2 separate regions of the Gossypium arboreum genome follow, and region 2 is linked to region 1. A link is a contact called in public Hi-C data. All regions are on one chromosome and are shown on one strand. The core of a region is the stretch at or near the end of the contact, and the rest is flanking DNA. Distances in the headings are between cores, read along the strand shown.

What was found. Hi-C and Micro-C count contacts between places; a contact is called where the count stands out from the background.
Region 2: a contact with region 1 is called in a Hi-C map of leaf, with 4 times the contacts expected there. The contact joins the promoter of LOC108467091 here to the promoter of LOC108465367 in region 1. A contact is called at or near these places in 2 of 5 Hi-C or Micro-C datasets (both in leaf).

Annotation. Positions count from the first base shown.
Region 1 is chr3:61,446,166-61,453,768 of ASM2569848v2, reverse strand. LOC108465367 (E3 ubiquitin-protein ligase SIS3) reads right to left here and starts at 4,863. Exons shown (of 10, transcript XM_017765701.2): 1 at 4,452-4,863; 2 at 4,325-4,363; 3 at 4,030-4,096; 4 at 3,837-3,910; 5 at 3,384-3,522; 6 at 3,198-3,290; 7 at 2,907-2,972. The coding sequence starts at 4,480.
Region 2 is chr3:62,262,114-62,269,716 of ASM2569848v2, reverse strand. It overlaps LOC108467091 (probable boron transporter 2), which reads left to right and starts at 2,603. Exons shown (of 11, transcript XM_017767593.2): 1 at 2,603-4,178; 2 at 4,337-4,419; 3 at 4,503-4,695; 4 at 4,786-4,924; 5 at 5,123-5,288; 6 at 5,487-5,653; 7 at 5,780-5,953; 8 at 6,535-6,672; 9 at 6,753-7,072; 10 at 7,387-7,603. The coding sequence starts at 4,075.

The DNA.
Region 1 (7,603 bases), core at 3,614-6,113:
ACTCATGATCTGCATAGATGCACTTGGCATTTCTAACCAGTCATAAAGGCTGTCAAAAGTCTTAAAAGTAGTCTTCAGATAAATCAATTATTAAGAATTCCATAGAACCAGCTAATTGATCAAGAAAATCATTCAACCAAGGTATATTCCACAAGGAATGATCATCTAGATGATGACACTCTTTAAAGAATGTTTCCATTTCTTGGATTTCAAGAGATGGTCTATAAAGCACATACACAGACACATAATATGGGTAAGACATAACAATAAAATATATTTTTTTTTTATATTTTTAAATTTACTAATATTTAATATACATATTAATTCAATTTTTAAATCCAATTTATACCCTAATTCAAAAATAATCAACCCCCTCTATAACAACTCCACTTGTCTAACAAAACTTTTTGATGTTATACAGAAGTGGTTATTATACACCTATAACTACATTTAAAATACCTATAACAACATTTGAGACACCTAAAACAATAATTGAGATTGAAATCATATTTGAATATATTTTAAAATTTTATATTAAAAACTATAATATATTATAATAATAATATTAATTAGTGAGATTTAGATCGCATCTTTTATATACCCCTGTCACACTAAATTTGTCACATTTTGACTTTTAGTGGTAAAAGTTTTCAACTTTGACCACTTATTCTTTAGATTTTATTATACATAAAATTTGAAAACATACTATAAAAACTTTAGATAAAGTAGTTTTTAAATATATTTTTATAGAATCTAATCAGATAAAATATTTAAAATAGTTGAGGCCAAATTTTAAGAAGTTTGACCTCAAAATGTCATTTGTGCCATTTTTATTGAGACATATAGAGTATTATCTACAGTTGTAATTTCATTTATTAAAATTATTTTCATTTAATTGAATATGATTAATATATTTTTATAAAAATTTAACATTTTATTGAAATAATATCTTAATTAAAATGTATTATTTTTATTTAGCTTAGAAATAGAACTAATTTTACTAAATTTTGGTGAAGAGGCTATTATAAAAAACTAATTTAGTAAAGACTTTACATACTTTATGATTGTTATAGATAAAAGTTGTTATGAAGTATAAAAATAAAATACAAAAAATTGGTTCTACATAAACTTGGTTGTTATAATAAAATGTTGTTATAGAAGGTAGTTGTCATAGAGAGGATTGACTGCATAGTAAAAGTAAAAAAACAATTAAAATTATAATTTAAGCTAATGGTGTGATAAAAGAGACTATTGGAAAGAGAGCCTTTGAAAATTGGGTTTTACCTTTCAAGCGAAACTTTTATCACTTCTTGAACAATTAAAAAAATGTTTTATACCATTTTAGTCTTTCATTTTCTCTGGAAGTATCTTCTCTCTCCCTCCCTTCTTCAACCCAAAACCAAACAAAGCATCACCATTATCACCGTCAATGGCAATTGCCAGTTACTGTTGATCGGTGTTTGAATAACTAGAAAATAAATACCTCATTTTATCCGCTCTCAACCTCCTAATCACAATTTACAAGTTTAGATTCTTGAAACCCTTCATAGAAAGTGTAGATCTAAGTTTAAAAGATTTTTTTTTACCCATTCCAAGTTTTCAGCCACTGAAATCCCATGTCCAAGTCACTTGACCAAGTTTGACCGTGTCCAAATCTTGTATTATATTTTTGTTGCATCTCATATGTATTTCAACGTGTTGACAGCAAAACGATGTCAAACACCGAAACAACAACGGCACGAGGGTCTTCTTGTCGTGTCCATGCTTTGTAAGCAATGGTAATGCTTATTCTTGGAAAGTTGGCTAGGATCCTAATCACCGTTTTAAGGGAGTATCGATTTTACATGTCTTGGTCTTCATCATCATTGTCTCTACTCTTCCTCATTAGAGATCTCATGGTTCATGCCAAACATATTGGGACTCTCAACTATGTTTGGGGTGAAATATGGGTCAATTTCATCCTGATCTTTAACTTTTCAAAATCCCTTCACTAGAGCACTCAATGCTTTAAGCAGTGAAATTTGTCGACTAAGTGCATCTGCCACAATATTGGACCCCTCCTCACCTTTAATTATTTTTTTGTATGCTCATCATAAATAGGTGTTGATAGATCATATTCTTGCTCTTTCCAATGCATCTTGCAAAAAAAATCAATAAATTCAACAATAATTCCACCCTTGTTTAATTCAAGGGCATACACCAGCCACTCTTCCAATCCACCTCTTACCATATGATTTGTGGGTCTAGCATCATGGAAGGGGTTTTCTTCCTCACCAAAATTCATATTTATCAACGAGACTATCTTTTGATATGTCACTCTGATTGTGGGCACCTTCCAAAATTTCCATCCAGGTTTCCACTTTTTCTTATCACAACCAATTCTTCAATCGCATGTCATAATGCAACCAATTCTGTTTCTTGACACTGAGTTCCTCGATCTCTAACACGTCCAACCATGGCTTAAAAGCAAACCCTAATCTAGATCCTACGTTTTAACTAGGCTTTGATACCAAAATTGATGTTGTTTAGACAGAGTAACAGCAGCAATCGAGAGAAAGGCAGAAAAATGAGTTAGAAAGAAAGTGAAACTCTAAAAATCATAAGGTTATAGAAAAACCTCTAGTTTCTTATATTAATTCAAAGAATATAATAATAATGTTGTGGCTGTAATAAAGTTACAGCATATTTATAATAGACTTCCTTGCAAGTAAATTTACTAGGTTTTCTTGCAAATAAAGTTCTATTCTTAACCTTAGATTTAAACCCCAAGGAAAACTAATAATCCTAGCCATGCAAAAGATATCTAAAACTTAAAATAAATATTATAAAATAAAACTGAAATAATAAAATATTAATGATAAAGCTCCCATATTAAAGATATATGTAGTAAGAGATTAAGAACTCACCCCATATTCTGAAATAGGAATACCCTGCTGAGCACGTAATAAGTGTGCTTGTCTCCGTGTCATCCACTACAGAAGATGAATTTCATGAAGAAAGATAAGAAAATAGTAATAGAAATTAACATAACAAACAATTTAGATGTGCCATGCATGCATCCAGGCCATGAGAACATGACATAAAAAGAAAGAAACAGAAACAAAAGACAGCTGTCATCATGGGTATGTAACATACAGATTACGGCAAGGTCATTGATGAATTAAAAGGCACTCTACTGTAGTATAGGCATGACTAACCTTTCCAACAGACATACAAGCAATGCAAAGCAGTCCACAGTAACTGAAAAGCAGCCAAATCAGGAAACCATATTTCTGACCTTCTTTTGGCAACTGCATATGTTTGCCATATTAACTCCAGTCCAGTGATAAGATAGCATTTACAAGAGAATGATCCTGACTACTGTGAAAGCATTAAACACTTACACAGTTCCTAGCACTAGTGAACCATAGAGTGCCAATTACAGTCCAGGCCCAAAGAAACGGATAAAGTAGCATAGACAGAATTGAAAGGACCACTATTCTTCCACAAAATCGAGCATACCTCTGCTGCCACCCAAAATCCCTAGAAGTAAATCAAGTCAAGCATAAGATAAGTACCTGTAAAGTAAAATGTTAGCTACTAACAGAATACTACCTTTTACAGAAGAAAGAGTTGCAGGTAAATACAACTGAGAATCAAACAGGACAAAGGTAGAAATAGATTTTTTAACTGTAATGGCTAATTGGCATTCTAGTATCTAAGTTGAGCAGCACGACAGCACGAGCATGAAATTGAAAAGCAACGGTTCAGACTTCATGATGAAAAACTCTTAAGCCCATGTTCAAACTCCGTTGCTTAAACTACTTAATAGCTACAAGTAAAAGACAAGTACTTACAAACCCATTCCAGCGGCAAGTCCATTATCTACAAACATCAAAAGACGAAAAATGAAGACAGTAGTGTAGTCAACCTGAAACATTAAGTTTCGAATTCATAAGAAACTTTTCCTGCATCAGAAAAATTCAGAAGGAACCAACTTTTCAATTCATACAAAATTCCCAAAACCAAAACGAATAAAAGAACACTCACCACGATCCATATATGCAACGGGTATGCACAATGATGATAACGCTTCCAATTGATAGCAACAATGATTCTAAAGGAAAAGAATTGTTAAAAGAACAAACAAGTACTTCTCAAACAAACACAAAAGAAGATAACAAAAGATTCATTTCCCATCCCCTTTACTCCAATTTTCCCAACAATCAAACTTTACCAAAACAAAAATAACTTTAAAAAAAGAAATCCATAGATGTACAGAACTAGCAAGAAAATCCTAAACCCAAATTAAAAATAATGAAATATCAAAAGAGAAAAAGGATACACACTTGTAGCCAGCATAGACAAGAAGAACCCATCATACCTGCAAAAACCAAAAAACAAAAAGCAAATAATAAAATCCCAATTTTTATCTGCATAAATAAGAAAAATTAAAGAGATGAAAAACAAACCACTTGAAATCGACACCTCTGATTGCCATAGAGGAAAGAGTTTAAAGAAGTATAACAGAAAGAAAAAAAAAAAGAGAAAAGAAAAGAAGGGGGCGGGAGCTTTAGAGAGTGTAAGAACAGCAAAACCCAAGAGATCTGATATTCATTTGGAAGAAAAAAAGAGAAAAGGAAACAAAAAGAATGAAATTGAACAAGAATATATCCCTACTATGATTATCTTTGTTTATAGTTATTGATTCATTAAGCAGAAACTAATTTACGGGAATAATAAAGAAAAGAAAAAAAATAGGCACAGGTAAAGAGAGCGCAGTAGCATTTTGAGGACTTGTAAGTAAACGGAAGGGCAGACATTAATCAATCCGAGGTGGAAGGGAGGGCCTGGAATTTAATTAATTTTTAGTGATTAATTACACTTATAACAAATGTTTTTTTACAAAGTGTGGCTTTAAGAAAAAATACAAAAACAAAATTGATTTAGACGGTGGGGAGTTGATGACACGTGTGATAGTGTGGTTACGTGCTTGAATTGAATTAGGATCGGTTAGATTAGGTATGACATTTTTAGCACAAAGAATCCTCCTCCTTGCTATGCTTTTAATTAAAAATTCAATTGAAAAATAAAATCAAAATATAAAAGAGTTAAATCATATTTTAGGGCTGGAACTTCACAACTTTTCCTATATTAGGATTTGATTTTTTTTTTTAAGTTAGACTTTGAATTTTGTAATTATTCCTCCATTAAGGCCTAAATCTTTTTTTTTTCAAGTTAAGCCTTAAACTTTGGCAAATGTTCTCAAATTGAGATTTGAACTTCTTTTTATCTTTTTAACTATGTAGTCCTTGAAAACCCTAAAATTCAAGTCTTAATATAAGAATAATTACTAAGTTTAAGCCTTAATGTAAGAACAATTACTAAACTCAGGGTTTAACTTAGACCAAAAAAAAGTTTAAGCTCCAATGTGAGAATAATTATCAACTTTAAGACTTAACTTGGCCAAAAAAAAGTTCAAATCACAATGTGAAAAGAATTACTAAGTTTAAGCCCCAAATAGTAATTTAACCCAATATAAAACTACAGCATTGGGATTCTTTCAAAGAAGGAAAAGACTAACATAGAATCAGATTTTCTTATACAAGAGGAAGTTTTTAAGATTGAATCTAAAATTTAAGGGAAATGATTTTTGTACAAAAAAAATATATTGGATAGAACTACAAAACCCAATTTTTGGGTATTATTGTGACCAAAATATCCTTGATTAGAATTTAAACTTTAAATTGATAAAAGGGAAATGATTTTTGTATAGAAAAATATTTTTGTATAGAAAAATATTGTACAAAATATATAGAACTTGCATTTCGAGTATTATTATGATTAGAATACCCTTAATTAGGATTTAAATTTAAATTAATAAAATACATCTCTCATCAAGATAGGTAATCATTGGTCATGTTTTTACGTGAAAACGAAGCAAGTTCTCCCACTAATTTATTCTCTTTCAAAGTGCAAAACACTTTTTTGCAGTTTAACCCTTCTCAAAGCATATATCTTTAACTAAGAAAGAAATTTTTCCTTTCCCAATTTCTTACCTTCATCCCCTCATCTTTCTCATCCCTCGTCCCTTCATCTTTCTTTATTTTTAAGGGGAAATTTTTGAAGTATTATTTTCAAAAAAGCAAATCTTCATTTAACTTTTATTTTTTGGTCTCTTAAGGTGTATTCCAACAATGAACGATCAAAATCAAATGAAGATGTAACACACCTCACTTGACCCGATCTCCGTGTCTAAGCTTTGAGATGTCATATCTGTTGCCGGAGCAACTACTGACAAAAACATTAAAATAAATCATTATATGATAAATAAACTTTCCTAAGACTCAATCTAATGTACAAAAACTTGATTGTTAAATTGAACATGAAATAGGGTAAAATTGCAAAATTACAAAATTCTTGAATAGGTATCGATACCCCTGAAAAGAACTGATACCAAATTTAACTTTGATGTTTGAAACACTCATCCTTAAAACAAGTATCAATAATTAACTTATGGTACCAATACTCACTTACAAGTATCGATGTCATGTTCTAGTATTGATACTGTTTTACGATTCTGTTTCTTTTGAAAAAATAATTAGAGTGAAAAATTCACCGATACCTAGATGTGGAGTATCGATACTTTAGTCCACTATCGATATTGTTTTGGCATTTTGTTTGTTTCAAAAACTAAATGAAAAAAAGCTAAGTATCGATACCTTTATAATAGTATCGATACCTTAGTTCGAAAATGTAAAAAAAAAAATTCATTTTGGTGCCCATTTCATGCTTAACTTGAAAAATGTTCAAAAGGTGCCTTTAGCACATATTAAAACCTGCACAAGCACTTTAAAATGCATACCAATTCACCATTCAATTTTTTCCAAAATCAACTTATTAGCTCGATTAATCAAAACCAAAATTGCCAAGAGGAGGGGTGAATTGGCCTTTAAAAATTTTGGTGGAAGCAAGGAAAGAAAATGAATAATGAATACAAGTATTTAGAGTGGTTCGGCCCTAATAGCCTACTCCATTACCTTAGCTTTTCACAACTAAGGATTTTCCCAAATTCACTAATTTGTTCAACTTTTGAGGACAAAGATTAACCTTGTATACCTATTAAGATTTCTACCCAAAATTTTAAGATAAGCTCTCTCAAAGAATTACAAATAAGAAAACAAATAAATAACCCTAACAAGATCAGAATATTTTCCAGTTAAACACAAATAGACAATAATACACTTGAGCAAAAGAAAGACAATAAAACCTCACAAGTGCATACAAGAGAATTATGGAAGTATTGAGTACAAAGGTTGTTTGATTGATGATTTTTGCTTGAATATGCTTTCTTGTTGTTGTAAGATCTTTTGAAGTTGGTATTTATACCCTAATTGATTTTCAACCGTTGGGGTTGTTGTGGTAGTTAATAGAGCCGTTAGGGATGTGAAAATCAAAGCATTTAATACACTTGAAACAACAAGTATCGATACCAAACAAAAAGGTATTCGATATTTTTTTGTAAGAAATTCTAAATTCAATTACCGTTGGAGCTGAAATATCAAAACCATGCATATTTTGTCGACACCTTATAAAAAGGTATCGATATCGAATCGATACTTAG
Region 2 (7,603 bases), core at 1,354-3,853, 820 kb before region 1:
GGGAAAATTTACGAAACCAGTTTCTGAGTTTTGAAACTCGAGATATGATTTTTAAGGCGACGGTGACGCAGTTTTCCAGCCTGACTAGTAATGTCAAATTGGTTGGTATTTTGAGAGGATTTGGCCGTTAACCCCTCGTGTCCGACACCGACGTCGGTCACGAGTTAGGGGTGTTACAAGAGGAGAAAAAAATGAATCATTTCATCATGAAGAATTTCATTATCATAGCACTAACTATCCCCAATTTTTAAAGCAAAAATTTTAGTAGAATTCTACCTTATAAGGGATTTATTTTAAAGAACTTTGTATTACGATCCCCAAAATGAATTTAGTCTAATCTTATTATTTGCTTCCAAAGTAATTCTTCCTCATCAAATATTCTATCCATAACTCACTTTCAAGATTCAGAAGATAGTTGCACCATCTATGATCTAAAGCAACCTGAACTTTACCAATACGATGAGTAATCGATCGTTTCTTTCTAATGATGCGCCCATAAACCTTAGTATTCCATCTTTTAAGATCAGTAGTAAGAGAAGTAAGATTAGCGTAAATTTCAGATCCATTTCTCCAATTATCACACAAATTGAGAAAAAACCTGGGTGAGATATCTAAGAAGCTAGAAAGCGAAAAGGACTAGGTTGAAATAATTGACTAGGAGAACTAATGGATAATAAAATGGTTTGTGATCAGATTTAAGTCAAGGAAGATGAAAACCTATTATATCAAATTAAAGTCGACACCACTTACAATTTCCAATTACCTGGTCAAGTCTTTCAAAAATTGCCCCTCTTCTTAAACTAAACTAGGGACCTTTGAAGTCAAGATCCCTCAAGTCATTGCTATGAACAAATTTTTGGAATAACTGACATCTAGAGAAAATTGGTCGACCCCTTCTCTTTTCATCTGGGGAAATAACCGAATTCAAGTCCCCCAACAAAACCAAAGGCTCGTTAATGGAATAAACAACTTGATCCAAGCGATCCCATAAAGCCTTACATTTCTATTTGTCTAGATAACCATAAACAAAAGTCACTAGAAAATTTCTGGATCCCAGCTTCTTCCTCAAACGACAGTGAATAATTGTGCATCATTTAGGAGAATCTGGACTTGGACACTATTTTTCCAACAAATTTATAAATCCCCCTGCAAAACCTCGAGCTTCGATTCTATGGGAACAATCCAAACCAATTCTTATTATAATTTCGTTCGCATTCAAACCACTAACTCGAGTCTCAAGGAATGCCACAACATCAACCTCAAAATCAGCAAAGGATTGATTGTGGTCATCTTGGTCACCCAAAAAATATTTTTTAAAAGTATTGATTGTGGTAAAAAAATTAAGGATTAAAGTGAAAAATAGTAGAAACTAAAATAATATCAAAAAATTGTCAAATTGTATTGTTTATCTCATTCTCAAAATTCTAAATTTCTTTTTCTTTTAATAATGAAATTTTAAAATTTAAAACATAAAAACAAATTGATTAAATTGTTGAACATTTTTATCCATTGATATGTCAACCATTTTGTTATTATAAAAAATTGCAGTATCTTTTCCTTTTCTAGATTAGCATGAAAGATTCAAAATTATGTAATCAAAAGAAAATTTAAGTTTTGTAGACGCTATCTTAATTTTAATATCATTGTAACAATTCGGTTGACATTACCAATAGATAAATTTTTTTCAATAATTTATTCATTTTATTTTGATGTTTTGAAATTTAAATTTTCAATATTAAAAAAAGAATTTAGAATTTTGGGAATGAGATAAACAAGTACAATTTCACAATTTTGTGTATTATTTTAATCTCTACTACTTTTGACTTTAATCCTTGATTTTTTACCCCAATCAATATTTTAAAAAGTATTTTTCAATAATCAAAATGAAAGCAACCAAAAAGTTGGTTGGCCAAAATAAAAGTGTAAACATGACGTGACATGTACAATTACGTGTCGTTAGAAATTCAATACTTGGGTGACTAAAATAAAAGCATTCTAAAAGTTAGGTAACCAAATTGTAAGAATTTCATTTTGGGTAAGCAAAATGGGAACGCCTTAAAAGTTGGGTGACCAACTAAGTAATTTACCTTTTTTTTTAATTACCCTTCTATATTAAGGATAATGTTAATCTCAACTGAACTAAGACTCAATCGATATGTTGAATGTTAATGTTAATATCTTGTCTATTATGGACACCCAAACCTAACATTTATACTCAAATAATAATATCTGCGAAACAACTCAGCCCTTAATTAAGAGATAAAAGAATATTAGTGCGCTCGAACCTATAATCTCATAAATTAACAATAATGCTGATGTCAATCGAGTTAAGAGTTGTAATAATTTTTTTTTAATATCTGAAAACAGATTTTAAGGTTTTTTAGAATATAGAAACATATAAACTTAACTTTTAATCGAAAAAATTAAGAAAATAATTATTGAAAAGATATAAAGCAGGCATGAAATTAGGTTTGAACATAGGTAATGAATGTTGATTTTTGTAATACAACCGTTAAATGTAAGGACAAGCACTTGCTCAACTTTAGGACTAGATTCCAAAAATGTCAACACCATGCTTAAGTTATCAATTCAGAAGATAAGCCTAAGCCGCATTTATGATTTGCCTATTTTCGGTTACGTTTTCATTTTCTCAAATCACAACTTTTGCCTCCCAAAACTTACATTAAGCTTTATTAAATTAAGAATTCCAGTTTTGTCAGCAACCGTTAGCCCACACTACCTTTCGCCATCTTTATTTTTCATTGCTGAAAGGAAATGTTTTTTTTATGCTTACTCACCGCACACTATCTCGTTTAACGCCAAAAATCTTCTTGTTCATTGCCTGAATTTGTTTACCAAAATCTTCATCTCAATCTCTGGTTTTCCACTTTCCTCTCCTTTCCATTGCCTACTTCTGCCTTTACTTGTCTTCTTAGCTTCTCCTCCTTTTATTCACACATATTTCTCTACCCCTTCTCCTTCCCTTTACTCCTCTTAAGCTTTCTCACTGCAACCTGTTACTCTCATTCTTCTCCTCGTCTGTTTCTTTTTTTGTTACTGTTTTGCGTTCTTCCTTGAGAAAAGGGTCTCTTTCTTATAATGTAATCTTGATCAAATTGTCTTTTTTTGCTTCCTTTCTCTGTTTGATTAATGCTCATTTCTTTAAAATTGCTTTAAACTTGTGCTGGTATGTTTCCAGTTATGGATTCTCGTTAATATTGCTCCACTGCCACTTTTTTTTTTTTTTATCTTAAAGGTTTCTTCTTGGATTTTTATCAACGCCCATTTGCTTTAGATTGTAATAAACGATCTGAAATGGAATTTAGGATGATGGGTTTTCGTTAAGTTTCTGGTATTTTGCTTTTAAACTCTTTAAAACTTTTAACTTATGTGAGATTCCTGTTTGGCTTTTTTAGCATGTAAGATTGTAGCATGTAATTTGTCAAAGATCTAACTGCCTTTGTGCTTGTTGGTTTAATTTTGGCGGGATTTAGTTGATATCAAGAAAGCTTCTGTTTTGTAAAAAAAAAGGTAAATAGAGAAGGATTATGGATCTAAGTTTGGTTGAATTTGATTATTAATTTCGATCTGAAGATATGGATAGCATTTTTTGGTTCCGTTCCGTTAACTAAGACCTTTATTAAATTCACTTATGGAATTTGCTCGCTAGCACTTAGGCCCCTTGACTTTTTTTGCAGACAAACTGAATTTCAGGTGTTTTGATTCATATCTAATTTGATTCTTTTCATAGGAATATATTTAAATCATTCTTTACACATTCATTGAAATGTAAGTTTATTTTATTTTGAATATTTCATTACTGCCCTTATCAAGGGTCAATTTACACATAGGAAAAATGATGAACTCCCATCATTTTTCTCCTACAATGACCAGCCAAATGTTATCTTTCTACCCATAATTTCACCAACTTAATTATCTTACCTTATGCAACTTTAGTTTCCATACTGGCCTCTCGAGTCCTTCAATCTTTTTCAGTGTGTTGTGTCTTGTATTCTGTCTTTCATTGAGTTCTGTCAACTGAGAAGGTGAAAGAAAAGTCAACATTGAGGTACCATGGAAGAAACTTTTGTTCCATTCCGTGGAATCAAGAATGATCTGAAAGGAAGGCTTTTATGCTACAAGCAAGACTGGACTGGTGGCTTAAGTGCAGGTATCAGGTTTGTAACATCCATTGCCCAGCTCCACTTATGCAAAGGATACAATGAGCTCAACGAAGAGTTATCTGAAGCTTGTGAACATCACTATTAAAAAGGCTACTATAATTTCAAAGTAATGCTTTTTAAAGATATAACATATTTAGTTTTTGATTGTTTAGGATTCTTGCTCCAACGACATATATATTCTTCGCTTCGGCAATTCCAGTTATATCTTTCGGAGAGCAGTTGGAAAGGAATACAGGTGGGGACTAGACAATTATACATGTATAACATGTTCTGCTATGTTTTTCATGATTTCTCAGTGATACTTTCTTGTTGTTTTAGATGGAAGTTTGACTGCAGTACAAACTCTTGCATCGACAGCACTTTGTGGAATCATTCATTCACTTGTTGGAGGACAGCCCTTGCTCATACTTGGAGTTGCAGAGCCAACAGTATTGATGTATACGTTTATGTTCAACTTTGCAAAGGACCGAAAGGATTTGGGGCATAAACTCTTCTTAGCCTGGACTGGATGGTATTCTTTGATTCCAGCATACTTGAGTACTGAACCAGATAGGTTGTCTGATGGCACTGAGCTTTTTTCTTTACTTTGATGGACTATCAGGGTTTGTGTCTGGACGGCACTTTTGCTTTTCATACTGGCAATTTTAGGGGCATGTTCTATAATAAATCGTTTTACACGTGTTGCTGGTGAATTATTTGGTCTACTAATTGCGATGCTTTTCATGCAGCAAGCTATTCGGGTGAGTACCCTTATATAGTTAACATTATTAAATGAAATGATCTATTCTTATGATCAGGATAACTGAAATTTTTATGTACAGGCTTTTGTCACTTACTTTTTTCTAGTGTTATTTAAAATTAAAATGTACTGATACTTTTCTCATACATTCCCTCCCAAGAATTTGCTAAATTTGAACATAATGAATTGAATTCTACAGGGAATTGTGGAGGAGTTTGGCATTCCTCACAGAGAAAATCCTGAGCAAACAGCATTGCAGGCTTCTTGGCGATTTGGGAATGGAATGTTTGCACTGGTTCTGTCCTTTGGGCTCCTCCTTACTGCACTAAAGAGCCGTAAAGCAAGATCCTGGCGCTATGGAACTGGTATTGGAGTGTATTTCCAATTTATTAGAGTCTGTTACATTCGTTTTTTCCACTTTAAGAATAGTTCCGTAGCCCAATTACTGTCTAGATCTTTCTTTCATCATTAGGTTATCTCTTTGTTCAGTTCCCTGGTTAGAGAAAGCTCATACTTTTGTCTTCCTTACTTATTTCACTGACTTATGTATCTTATTTTGATAGGCTGGCTTCGAGGCTTTGTAGCAGATTATGGGGTGCCACTTATGGTGCTTTTGTGGACTGCTGTTTCCTACATACCCGTTAATGATGTTCCAAGAGGTATTCCAAGGCGTCTTTTCAGTCCAAACCCATGGTCTCCCGGTGCATATTCTAATTGGACTGTTATCAAGGTGAATCCTTTTTTGGTTTTCAAATCTTTAGCATCAGTTTACTGCCTTCCCTTCGTGGGAGCTAATTTTTGTTGAATTTCCTTCAAAACCTGCCAAGAGACTCATTTCTTTTTTGTGAGTATGCAGGAAATGGTGAATGTGCCCCCTCTTTACATAGTTGGAGCATTTATTCCAGCAACCATGATTGCCGTCCTTTACTATTTTGACCACAGTGTAGCATCTCAACTTGCTCAACAGAAAGAGTTCAATCTGAAAAAGCCACCTTCATACCATTATGACCTTCTTCTTTTGGGTTTTCTGGTGCGCCATTAACATGCTTAATTTTTTTTTAATGATGAACCTATTACATAACAAATGTTGTTCTTTTCTGCAGAAAGCTTTTATTTTATTTTTTTGTCTTAACTCTAAATATGATTTGACCAGGTTATATTATGTGGTCTTATTGGCATTCCACCATCTAATGGTGTTATTCCACAGTCCCCTATGCATACAAAAAGTTTAGCAACTCTTAAACATCAGGTATAGATGGTTTGCTAGTTGACAATATACAAATGTATTATGTGTCAGGCTCAAACATAATTTAACTGAAATTCCTGTCATTCTGTATGTGGTTACAAGAATTGGCCACCCAACTCTTCTTTGTCTTTCCTTGTTCATTGTATTGTTTTGTTAACGTTTCACAAAGTAATTTCTAAAATTAGATTTGTCTCCTGAGGGTATGACACAGAAGCTCGAACAATTTTCTTACATATTGGGAGCAAAATTTCCAGTTTCCTATGATATTTTGTTGTCTTCTAACTATATTTCTGATTATTAATGTAGACAGTTCTGCTTTCATATGTGAATCATTGTGATTGGTTCTTTTGTTTTATTGGTAACAGCTTTTGCATAATAAGCTTGTATCAACTGCCCGGAAAAGTATTAGTAAAAACTCAAGCCTGAGTCAACTATATCAAAGCATGCAAGAGGCATACAATGAGATGCAGACTCCACTTGTCTATCAGCTTCCATCCACTCTGGTAGATTAATTTGTATTCATAATTTTGATTTGCACCATCTATTATGGTCCCTTGCCGCCCTTACCTTTTAGTTAAAATAGGGACTGAAAGAACTGAAAGAATCCACTGTCCAACTGGCTTCAAGTACTAGTAACATTAATGCACCTGTTGACGAGACCATTTTTGACGTTGATAAGGAAATCGATGAGCTTTTACCTGTAGAAGTCAAAGAACAACGTTTCAGTAACTTGCTTCAGGCATTGATGGTTGGTGCGTGTGTTGCTGCTATGCCTCTACTTAAGAAGATCCCCACTTCGGTTCTTTGGGGTTATTTTGCTTTCATGGCCATCGAAAGCTTGCCAGGAAATCAATTTTGGGAGAGAATATTGTTGCTTTTCACTGCTCCAGGTCGGCGGTACAAGTATGTTTCTGTTTCTTCCCCTCTTTTAACTTCCTTTTGCTTTTGAGTACTAGCTGTTATAGTCTTTATGTAGCCAAAGTTAGCACGTGCTCCTCTTCCTAGTTCAGGGCCCTTGTATGTAGACAGTTGTATTCTAATGCTCATTTCGCATCATAGCTTGTCATAAAAACTGTCTTGTATGTAGACAGTCATTTCTCACATCAAGTAATGCTAATAAAAGATGAATAATCTTAGTAGTTCTGCTCTAATACTACGACTTGCTTTTATTCTTTGAAGATTAGATATCTGAATTCCTGCATGATCTGTTGTGTCAGGGTGTTGGAGGATTCTCATGCAACCTCTGTTGAGACTGTACCTTTCAAAACTATCGCCACCTTTACCTTGTTCCAGACAGTTTACTTGCTAGTATGCTTTGGCATAACATGGATCCCAATAGCTGGAGTCCTTTTCCCACTTTTGATCATGCTTCTTGTGCCAGTGCGCCAATATTTGCTCCCCAAGTTTTTCAAAAGTGCCCATCTTCAGGACCTT